Linked DNA regions of Mus musculus: regions 1 and 3 are each linked to region 2. The links are chromatin contacts, called in public promoter capture Hi-C and targeted proximity ligation maps. All regions are on one chromosome and are shown on one strand. The core of a region is the stretch at or near the end of the contact, and the rest is flanking DNA. Distances in the headings are between cores, read along the strand shown. Region 1 holds the start of Ms4a4b (membrane-spanning 4-domains, subfamily A, member 4B). Region 2 holds the start of Ms4a6b (membrane-spanning 4-domains, subfamily A, member 6B). Region 3 overlaps Ms4a6d (membrane-spanning 4-domains, subfamily A, member 6D).

What was found. Capture Hi-C pulls out chosen DNA fragments and counts their contacts.
Region 1: a contact with region 2 is called in a promoter capture Hi-C map of liver. A contact is called at or near these places in 2 of 39 promoter capture datasets (cranial neural crest and maxillary cranial neural crest), 12 of 484 Hi-C or Micro-C datasets (CD4 T cells, CD8 T cells, T follicular helper cells and 1 more), 5 of 130 datasets of targeted methods (CD8 T cells, the SCID.adh cell line, effector CD8 T cells and 1 more) and 3 of 9 other capture datasets (adipose tissue, liver and pancreatic islet).
Region 3: a contact with region 2 is called in a targeted proximity ligation map of CD8 T cells, with 24 read pairs. A contact is called at or near these places in 1 of 39 promoter capture datasets (macrophages), 28 of 484 Hi-C or Micro-C datasets (the AML12 cell line, CD4 T cells, CD8 T cells and 20 more), 6 of 130 datasets of targeted methods (CD8 T cells, the SCID.adh cell line, astrocytes and 2 more) and 4 of 9 other capture datasets (adipose tissue, liver, macrophages and 1 more).

Annotation. Positions count from the first base shown.
Region 1 is chr19:11,441,706-11,445,473 of GRCm38.p6, forward strand. Ms4a4b (membrane-spanning 4-domains, subfamily A, member 4B) reads left to right here and starts at 1,853. Exons shown (of 7, transcript NM_021718.2): 1 at 1,853-1,955.
Region 2 is chr19:11,517,193-11,521,146 of GRCm38.p6, forward strand. Ms4a6b (membrane-spanning 4-domains, subfamily A, member 6B) reads left to right here and starts at 1,367. Exons shown (of 7, transcript NM_027209.3): 1 at 1,367-1,482; 2 at 3,131-3,293. The coding sequence starts at 3,147.
Region 3 is chr19:11,587,637-11,591,550 of GRCm38.p6, forward strand. Ms4a6d (membrane-spanning 4-domains, subfamily A, member 6D) reads right to left here. Exons shown (of 7, transcript NM_026835.2): 5 at 2,354-2,560; 6 at 328-429. Among named protein-coding and RNA genes, the nearest start is that of Ms4a6d, 15 kb to the right of the region's middle.

The DNA of each region.
Region 1 (3,768 bases), core at 603-3,102, 75 kb before region 2:
GGGCTGTCTTTCCATTTTCTAGTATCTTTCTTCAGAACTGTAAAGTTTTCATCACAGAGGTCCTTCTTTTCCTTGGCTAGGTTTATTCCTAAATATTTTATTTTCTTTAAGGATATTGCAAATGGTAGTGTGTCAATGATCTCCTTCTATGTATGTTTACTGTGTAGAAAAGCTACTGATTTGTGCAAGTTGACACCATATCTTGCCATGTTCCTGAATTTGTTTTTCATTTTGAGAAGTTTTCTAGTAGAATTTTTTTGGGTTTCTCATGCATAGTATCAAGCCATCTGAAAATGGGAATAGTTTGTTGTCTTCTTTTCCTATTTGTACCCATTTCAATTTCCTTCTCTTGCCTTATTGTTCCAAATAGCATTCAGAACACAATACTGAAAAGGAGTAAGAATAATTGAATTCCTGTCTCTTTCTTGACTTCAGTGAGATTGCTTCAAGCTTTTCTTCATTTACAATGATGTTGGTTATGAGTTTCTAAAATATAGCTTTTATTATATTGAGGTGTCTTCCCTCTAGCCTTACATACTGTAGGAATTTTATCGTGAAGGCCTGTTGTTTTCTCAAAGGGCCTTTTCACATCTCTTGATATGATCGTGTAATTTTCTTAAGTTCATTTACACGATTTACTATATTAACCAACTTGTGAATATTGAGCCATTCCATGTTTCATGGATATAGCCAATGTTGTCATGGTAGATAATCTTTATTATGTATGTTTGTATTCTTTTTGTCAGTATTCTATTGAGTATTTTTAGATCTATGTTCATCAGGAAAATGACATGTAGTTTTCATGTGTGTGCGCACGCGCGCGCGCATGTGTGTGTGTGTATTTCTTTACCTGGTTTTGGGATTAGAGTGACACTGGTTTCATAGAGGGGGGTGGGAGTGCTCTTTTGTTTTGGCAAAGAGCAGCTTTGGCATCTACGGTAAACTGGAGTGGGTCATAGAGTAGGCAATTGGTCATTCAGCAGATTTTTATTGGAGGGAACACAGCTTGATTCTCTGGGGCTGGTGGAGGACTCCCTGGGGCTGGAAGAAAGACTCTGGGTCCAGTGAAACTTTCTGGAGCCAGCAAGAAAAAGGTGGGAAAGAATCAAACACACACACACACACTTGGTGGATGAAGCAAGCCTCAACAAGCTCCAACAACTTCACCCATTACATACATACATACATACATACATACATACATGCACATATACATTTGTTGGATCGAGCAAAGCTACAACAAATTTCACATATACACATATATACATATAGACATACATATACACATATACACATTTGTTGCATGTAGCAAAGCTCCAACAAGTTTATTTTTTTCCTACATCTTATATAGCCCAGTAAAATCTTTCAAGCCCTATAAAAATTACAATATGGTTACATTCCTTTTTTCATACAGTAAACAATTACAGTGAATATGTGTAGAAAAAAACCATTTTCCTAATACTCTCACTTGATCAAATGTTCTACATATTAGGGGTGAAAAACAAATTATGCCCTAGAGCCCATATTCATTTGTATTTAAGTAACTTCTTATAGATTAACAGAGTATACATAGACACGATAATTTTCTCAGCCAGTTTTTCTTACTAGCAGGTTGCAATGTGCACTTAAAGGAAAGAATCAACTATTTTGTTACTTATATTAAAAAGTAATCTTATGAAATTTTTTAAAAAGAATCAGAAGTCTAAATTCTATATAAAAAAACAAAAATTTCTACCTTGAATTTTCAGAGTACACATCCACCCATATATGATGGCTGAGATGGGTGGGGAGGAAATGTCAGAGGCAAAGGTTTCTGCCTCTTAGTCAGTGGGGGGAAGTCCTGACACAATCAAACAGTCTGCTATCTACAAAGGTGAATCAGAGTCCTGTGAGAACACACAAGCAAAGCTTCTCCTGGAATAAATCAGCTGACATCTGATCCTTTCCATTGTCTGGTTAGTACATCTTTATTATTTTATTAGAAGTTGAGGAGTAAATTTTACTTAAAACAAGGTTTTTTTTTAAAGAAAAGATTTATGTTTTATTCTGTAATATTTTATGATTAAAATAATATATAAAGCATGGTTTAAAATATGATAAGGAGATGAATATTTGCAATCTTTATTTTGTAACTTAAATATTTGAGTGTTTAAAGTTTGACATGTTCGCTCTACAATAGCCTGTCCTTAGTGATTGTAGGGAATGACAATGGAGTGTGAGATATTGAAATCCAAACACCATTTTTTTTAAAAGCCTTGTACGTAGAAACATAAGAATTGTCTATTTTTTCTAAACTATTGGCATTCCTAAGATTGTAAAACAAATGTCATACCTGATCGTTGAAAGCTTCTCCAGATCTAACAGAAGCACAAATAACATGAGAATAATTATAAATCACAGGGGCACAGGCTCCGAGGATAAACTCCCATGGGGAACACGCATGGGTGTGTGACACACTGAGCATTTCCACAGGATCTCATAAGCAGCGTTGAGGGGAAAATGGCCCTTTGAGGGAAGGTGAAAGTGAGTGCTTAGGGCACTTGGTAGATGAAGCAAGTTTCAACTAGCTCCAACAACTTCACATATTGCATAATACAAACATACATATATACTTACATACATTTATACATACATTTATATATACATTCATATGTGCATACATACATACGTATATACTTACATTTATACATACATTATACATTCATATGTGCATACATACATACATGCATATATATACATACATACATACATATAGAGATAGAGATAGAGATAGAGATAGAGATAGAGATAGATAGATAGATAGATAGATAGATAGATAGATAGATAGATATAGATATATATGTGTATATATACATATATGCACATATAGATATTGGGAAAATGTCTGAACAATTCCATGCTTCCCATCAAATGATATCAAGATTCAGGGTCATTGCTGGATGATGTTTCAACGACTGGGACTCAAATTGACTGTATGCCATGATAGCACAAGAACCTAAATTATAATTGCATCTACCTCTCCATGGGCCTGTATGAGCTCTGATAGGCATACTGGTGTTTCATGTTTTAACCAATGTCAGAGTTATAACAACACTCTTCCCCCCAACACCGGGGCCTCTGACATCCTCCATAGCCTCATGCTATGTGTGTGGTCTGAAGGAGGAACAGTCTAAATTCCAGGTGAGAATATCTTGATTGGTTCTAGATGGCAGACCCTGTTCTCTGGATCTTCAGATGCTCTGGGAACCTGTACTCTGGAAGCCAGCACTGCAGTGGCTGCTTGTGTGTGTTGCTGGATCTCAAACCAAGAAGGATCTCTTATCTAGTGTCAGCAGTGTAGAGAAAACCAAGAAGAATAGAATCACAAAGCACTATTGAGTACCCAGTTATCAATGTTGCCACTGCTCCTATGGGTGCTTCCTACAGTGGACTTCTAAGACAGCGTCACTTACTGCTAACACTACCATGGCTGAAGAAGCTACACAGATCCTGCAGTTCTGCATTATCTAGAACCAAAGTCACTGCATTGTACCCAACCCACATTCCTGCCCCTGAAGGCCTTTCACAAATCCAGTTGGGATGAGGTTACTACTTGATTAGATGCACAGGTGTCCCTCCATCATCTCACTCTCCTCCATTGTGATGGCTTTGCTCACTCATCAGCTCTCCTTTCAGATGCTCCCATCTCCATGAAACTCCTCTTTATTCCAATGCTTGGGGTCACTGGTGACCTCTGAGCTCTCTGGAGGCTCTGCTTTACCAGGCAGA
Region 2 (3,954 bases), core at 117-2,616:
AAAAAGCCAGGTGTGCTTTGTAAAGGACCTCAATGTAACATTACATTGTTGTGAGCTTGGGCCTGAGTTCATTGCTATCTGAAAACCTTTTGTTCCAAAATTGTGCTGTGCTTCACTATGGCTAAAGTAAAACAATCTAGGCTAGACCAGCACCAGTTACAACAAAATGGGGCTGAGCTGAGTTTTATTCATCTCTTCCTAAATTGTTTTGTTGTTGCTGTTGTTGTTTTGTTTTTCCTGCCTGCTGTGAAACCTGCAGGGAATTACCACACCACAACCCTCTGATGTGACAGTGGCTCACACTGTCTCCCTAGGTTCTTTTTGGCTGACTCCAAGGAAAGAAGGAAGGAAGTTGTCAGCGTGTAGCTGTCCAGTTGCTGCAGCTGGCTCTAGTTCCCCTGTGAAGTTAATTATGTCAAAGTCAGCTTCTGAATTGTGCCTACCCAAGGGCCTGAAAGCCACAGGGACACATGTCTTCATGACTGTGTCTGGAGTGCAGGATTGTTGAAGTCATTCCTGGTGTGTTGAAACTTCTCTGCTTGCTCCTCTCCTGATCTATTACTTTTCTAGAAGTGTCCAGTAACTCCCTGGACACATCTCCTGTTAGAGAAGTCCAGTGGTCTAGAAGAAGGTTAGAAGAGATGAGGAAGGCTCTAAAGGGAGTATCAATTAACCAGCGAGTGCTGAAATCCTGTGTGCAGGGGTTTTTTTCCCCAGAGGCTGAAGAGTTACTGGGGGAAAAAGTATGAATAACAAAGTACCAAAAATACTGTAAAATGATCAATTGTTACAATTGATTATACATTACAGTGTGCTCAGTAATGTATTAGCCTATAATAAAGTAATATATCAAAATCCAAGGTCATGATTACTATTATCATACTTTACTCTGCATTGTGAAATGTTTTATTCATCAATACTACTATGACTTGCAATATCATTAGTAATCAAGAAAGTTCATTAAATAGTAGTTAGAAGGAAGACAGGTCTTTAAGAAAAACTTTCATCTTTTTTCCCTTTTTTGATTAGATATTTTCTTTATTTGTTTTTCAAATGTTATCCCCTTTCCTAGTTTCCCCTCCAAAAACTTTCTCTCATCTTAATAGGTTTTCCCAGCATGTTGCTGTTCTTTGTTTAACTCATAAACAACTAAAGTTCAAGAAAGTGAACTTGGGCATTGCATGCAGCTAGTGGGTGTTGCAACTCACTACCTCACCCCTCACTCTATCAAAACTGGTTCAATTAGTAATTTTTCTGAAGTTACTGGGACTTTCTGATATAGGAAGTACAGGCACAATAACAGTCCTCAACCTGTTAAGCACCACTTCCTGTGCAGTGAACACAGAAGAAGGAAGGGCTGGAGACAGTTACAAGTTCACAAGAAGGAACCAAGGATCAGCCTGAGAGAACCCAGAGTTAAGGCTCTTCGGGTTCCTGAGAGCTCGGCTGGAAGTGACTGGGTGACAAGGCACACAGGCTCAGGTAGGCAACCCTGAAGGGACTTCCCTCTGTGTAGCACTCTGTTTCTGGGACTGAGTTACAAGAACTTGCTGATGCTCATGAAAGCAATGGAGACACGGGGGCTCTTTAGAATTAAATGGGCAAAGGCACAGGGCATCTGGCTTACCTCTGTCCTGGCCATTTTAGCTGCATAATCTTGGTGATCACTGACATAAGGAGCAGAACTCTCAGGTCATTCACTGATTAGGCAGCCTAAGGGCTGAGAATAGCACAGAGAACAGAAGGGAGCCAAGATGAGCTCAGAAACCGATTCCCCAGGGAACATGGTCCTTCCACCTAACAAGGGCATGATTGTCAGTATCATGACAAAACTTGAAAAAAGCTTAGGACTCCAGGACTTCTCATATGGGTGCATTCAGCTGCTTCTTCACACTGAAGAGACTTAAACACAGGCTGCCCCTGGCAGGTGGGAAAATAAGGAGAGAACCAGAGTCAGAGACAGCTGTGCCGCCACACACAACTGTGTGTAGGCAACTGGTCAGTAATGAGAACTTTGCCTGTTTATTTAGCATTTATTTGATGTTGCTGTGCAAAGCATCATTACTTCCTCATATACATCAAAGTTTTGATTCTGAATTTGTTACTGATTGTGATTTTATTAATTAATGTAAAGGATTGTTTTCAAGAATAAAAACACTAGATTATGTCTACTAAAATATGATAAAATGTGAGGTGCTAATCCTAAAATTGGCACTATTAGACACACGAAACAGATGCATAGGGTTGCACGTTTTGAGTGGTACATAGCATGGATTGGAAAGCACTGAAGGCTGACTTTAGTACCTCATGGATAGCAAAGCAGCCGGACAGTGCAAGTCATTGAATAAAGACAATGCACTTGTTCTAGGTGAAATTGGGAAAGAGCCAGAGCTACATCTGACAAATTTTGTGTAAACATTTGGGCATAGAAACAGAAACCTGTGGGGATCCAGGATTTCCCTTCCTATGAGGTGTTTATTATCTAAAATCATTGTGGTGTGTTTAACATTTTGAAAAAAATAACTCCTAAATCTGAGATGTGATGGTTTTACATTTCTCTGTACCAGCAGTTTCTTCTGCCAAAGGACAGGTCAAGGATGCCCAAAGGTGCACAGTCTGGGAGGTGGGGGCAGAACTGGGAAGCATGGTTTGTTTTGTTTGTTGTTATTTTATGTTCAAAGCCAAGGCACTTAATGACTTACTGAAAATTCATGTGCTGTGTACTCTGATCATGCTTTTCCTTCCCATTTCTTTTCCTAGATCCTCTCAAACTATCCAACACTATCCAACTTTGCATCTTCTCTCTCTCTCTCTGTCTCTGTCTCTGTCTCTGTCTCTCTGTCTCTCTCTCTCTGTCTCTGTCTGACTCTCTCTGTCACTGTCTCTCTGTCTCTGTCTCTGTCTCTGTCTCTGTCTCTCTGTCTCTCTGTCTCTGTCTCTGTCTCTCTGTCTCTCTGTCTCTCTCTGTCTCTCTCTGTCTCTGTCTCTCTCTCTCACACACACACATTAGCAAAAACAACAAAAAAGGAGAATGAAATGTAAATCAACCAAGCAAACAGAACCAAAACTAAACCAAACCACTACAATGGGCACAGTATTTTATCACACCTGAGTCCATTTTCTCTTCCAGCCGTGGGAGCTCAATCATGATTCCACAAGTAGTGACCAGTGAGACTGTGGCAATGATTTCGCCAAATGGAATGAGTCTTCCCCAAACAGACAAACCCCAGCCTTTCCACCAGTGGCAAGACAGCCTGAAGAAACATCTAAAGGCTGAGATCAAAGTGATGGCGGTAAATCCCACTCAGAACATCCTGGGGTGGGTAGAGGGCAGAGGGTGAGGCTCTATGTATTAGGACCAGAGATAAATTTGGGTGGGGGGAGCCTTCAGTTTTGACAGAATGATCACAGAGTGGCCAGTACATTGGTGGAAGCCCCATGGCAAGCTGCTTACATCACTAAAACCTTCTAAAATTGGCAAATAATTCCGTTTATTATGATGAACTTGGACTACACTTCAATGACCTTATTCCATGTGTCATTGAGATTTTGTTGTTTAGTTCTCTTTTTTTTTCTTTTCATTTTTGAAGCGTACCTTACTAAGTTATTTTATTGGTGAAAATATTTGTAGCTACATTCTAGGTGCTCTCTGAGTGTAAAAAGCTCTTCTCCTCCTTAGTGAAAAGAGACGGTACAGAAAGACCATTGGTTCTCTACTCTGTGTTCATTCTAGAATCACAAATGCAACTATTTTGGGTAAAGGGAGAAGAAAAACATTTGCTGTGAGTTGTTTTTCAGTCTTGTCTGTACTAGCGCTATATGCATGGGTCTCTGTTACCCAGTCTCAGAACTTAATGGAACTGATGGCCTCGTATTGGGCATACATACAAGCCACTGGATTCCTTTGAAGTACATGTAGCAAAAAGTTTATAAGATTTCTTAATACAAAATTCC
Region 3 (3,914 bases), core at 520-3,019, 71 kb after region 2:
ATAGTCAGGAATCCCTGACTATAGGCAAACTCAATGTAATGCCAAGAGATACATTTAACTTCCTCAAACTTATGATTGTTTGTTTGGGGGGGGGGAAGAACCAAGATATATGTGATATACAACTATTTCTTGTCCAGGTATTCCTTATCATCTATACTTCTGTCTCCTCTCTCCAATATCTACTAAGGACCCTCCCCATTTAAAAAAAAAGCCACGTGGTATACATTTCACGATGGCTGATTATTCTGTCTGATATTCTTAGTGGCATTGACTAATATATCCCAGAGGAACACCAGGGAAGATTCAAGTGGCCTCTAGCATACTTACCCCAGAGAAAGCAGAGGAGCTCTGTTTCCACCACAGTGTGGCAGTGAGGACAGCCAGGCCAAGCTCCAACACACTGCTGATTAGCATCAGTGAAAAGACTCCCTAAATTCAGGAGAAGAGAGGATGGTGTGACTGAGTCAGCTGATGCCCTCATTCCTGGGTGGAAGGTGATTGTAAAGATGAAACCATCTTCACCATCAGAGACACCATCAAGAAGGGAAAGGATCCTCCCAGACCTACAGATGGGCTAAAATTGATGCCTGGTCCCTTTATTCCTTGGAGCAAGTAGGGGAAGAGAACAAGCTAAATCAACAAAGCCATTTTCTGCCATTTCTCACCCTTCTTGGACATGGATCCTGACTATACTGTTCACTCAATGAGGAAGTAGAGAGGAGTAGTGACCCCAGGTCAGAGTCAACAGTTCCTGCTCTTGGCTCTCTTGATTAGTGTGGGGCTGGGTAAGTCTTTAATTTTCTAGTTTCTGTATGCTCTCTTATCACACCTGTGTAGTATTTCCTCTGCAGAGACTTGTGAGGGTTAGTGAGGTTCTGATCATGCAAGCAAACTCTTTTTAAGTTGGCATTGATAGAACCTTCTTCCTTAGGATTGATTTGTGTGTGTGTGTGTGTGTGTATGTGTGTGTGTGTGTGTGTGTGTGTGTGTGTGATGGTGAAAGGCAGAAAAGCAATCCAGTTTCTAAGTCTGTGACATCAAAAATCAACTCAAAGAAGGATCTATGTAAAGAACACATATCCCGTGACTCTGTCCCAAGGTCTTCATGAAGATCGCTTGATAGGAAGGAAGATGAGTGTCACACTGTAAACTCTTCATTTATCTGCGCACACGGCACGGGTAGAAAAGAGACGGCGCATGCCTCCAGTACCTAGACACTGTCCCAGGAAATACACTCAAGCCAGTCTCTGACTTACAGTGTGAAACTATCCCATGATGCCATCATTCTTTGTGGTCCACCCAGATTCCTCCCCAATTCTTCAGGCTTCTAAAATCAGGCATAGTTATTCCAGATGTTAATTTTCTCGCATTGTTATGTGTCTAATGCAAACATTTTTTATTGTTGTGGTTTTCATAACTAAGGAAGACTCCCTGGGCCCAGCTCCATAAGGATCTGAGAAAGCCTGGGGTTGAGAACTGATTGACTGTGATTTGTCTAGCTGTCTCTTGCTCATCTGACTTTTATAGTTACAGGACTATGGATGTGTTTCTGATGAGATGGAGGCCCTCACATCCTGCCAGTTACTCTTCTCCATTTCTCTGGATTTCTTTTTCTCCTCATTTAACAATCCCATCTCTTTGTGTTGTAATGAAAGCAGCCTTGAGCTCACTTCCACACGGGCTTGGTGCTCCTTGCTACTGTGATTACTGGAGGGAGTAGATGCCCTGACTTCCCCCCTACCCCCGCATTTCCCACGCTGTTTCTCAACTTGTGGCTGAGGTTTGCTCAGTTCACTTCATGCCTGTACCACACACATGCACCATGGTTCATGCATTTCCTGATTATCTGTTTTCTTTTGTTTCGTTTTTCTGGTATGCTTGCCTCTCTTCACTCACTACCCCATAAAGTAAGACTCTTGGTTTGACAACCTCATCCTTTATGCCTCTAAAACTGCATCCTTTATTCCTCTAATGCCTTCTTAATCCTTAGAAAATAGGGGTGGTCTTTATAGTTTTATCATCTACTTAATTTGGTAATTTCCCTCAATATTTTGCTATTACTACACGACCACTCGGTGTAGAATTTTAACAATATGTTCATTCTTGCCTCTGTCTTCCATGACTCTGGCTTTATCCTAAATGTACAAGCAAGAGTTAAAATAAAAATAAAAATGTCTATGAAAATACCACAATGAAACCAATTACTTTATATATTAGTTTTAAAAACTAATAAATTAAAAACAAAAACAACAACAACAAAAAGAATGAACAGAGTTTTGAATCAGGGAACAGAAGAAATATGCTGTCAAAAAACATCTTTAAAACCTGGAACATTTCCTTTTGAAATACTTACAGTCAGAGCAGCTTTGGCCACGAAGCAGCTGTTTAATGGCTCAGGGCTAAAGAAATGATAAGCATCTTGGGTTGTGTCTAGTTGTGTGAAAGCCAGCTTACATTGCTGCAAGGCAGGCTCTAAAGCAGCCAAACTGACAGAGAGAATAGCGATGCCTGTAAGAGCAGAGAGGACACTCAGGATGCTCAGGGCTAGGCTGCTGTGAACCTGGAATGACAACACACATCACATATGCCTCTTATTCACTACACTATAATAGGCCCAGCTGCTTGTCTCTTTCAGGATCTAAACCTACAATAGTTTATTTCTCAATGCCCTCTAGTGTCTGCAAACATATAAACCCAGAAGGTAAATTATGATTGGGAAAGTATGATCCCATGCCAGACAGTACTTCAGAGGCAGGGAAGAAAATAGTGTCTTTCTATCAGCTTCATCTATGACTACAAGTAGCATCCTGTTAGATAAACCTGAAAATTCTCCGATAGCGTGTAGCCAAAGGTGGGAATACAGAACCCAAATTTTCCCTATCTACCAATACCTTTAGTGATACAATTTGGATCTTGCATGCCTCCCCTGACCCCAAAAAATTGTGTGATGAAGACCTAATTTCCAGGTGGATGCTAGTGTAAAGTGGTAGAAACATTTGCCAGTGTAGCCTGATTGAAGATTTGTCATACCTTGTTTCCAAACATGCTCTGCCTCTCTAGTAGTTCCAAAGGAACAGATTCACACAGTCATGTATGAAGACTTCTTAAAATGTAAGCCCAAATAAACCTTTCTTCTTCATAAGTTGATTCATCCCATGTGTTTGTTGCAGAAAGTAAATCTGACTCATATACTTAGAGACCTCCATGGAACCCTCAGAAACACACAAGAGTGGTGGGTAGAGTAGTTAATACTCCCACCACCTGGCATACAACCTCTCTCTCAAAAGCACATACACCTGAAGATAAATGTGAGGACCTGGTTTGTAACATCAACCAGGCCCTGGGGTGTGTATAAGCATATGACTGGCTATGCTAAGGGTAAGGTACAGAAGACTCTATCCTTTGTCAAAAGAGGACAAAGAATAATACAATATGAACACAAACAGTGAGAGGAAGAAAGAAAGCAGTCAAGACTGGGCGAATGTCAAGACACAAGACCAGATATCCCCAGATTAGTGTTCTCAAGTTGTCAGTTCCTCAGTGACTGTCTGCTGCCACCCTGGATCTCATGCTATACCATTTACAATATAGGGCGATAAATAAACTGATCTCAGAAGCAGCTTCCTTTCTTCCTTGGCTTATCAAACGTGAGAATTGAGCTAAGACTTTCTACAGGTTATAGATATATGTATGAAGGTAACAGAGTATACCCAACTGTCATATATTAGAGTGTGATTTGGCCTGATAGGCCAAGTTTCTTTTTAGGATTAAATAGATCACTTGGTTCTGATGCTTTGAAACACTAACAAGTCATACTCTTTAACTTCTTGATCAATAGTCACAATTGGCATGCTGAAAGTGAGTCCTGACAAAAGTGTCATAATTCATGTGTTATAGATTAAATGTGGAAGAAA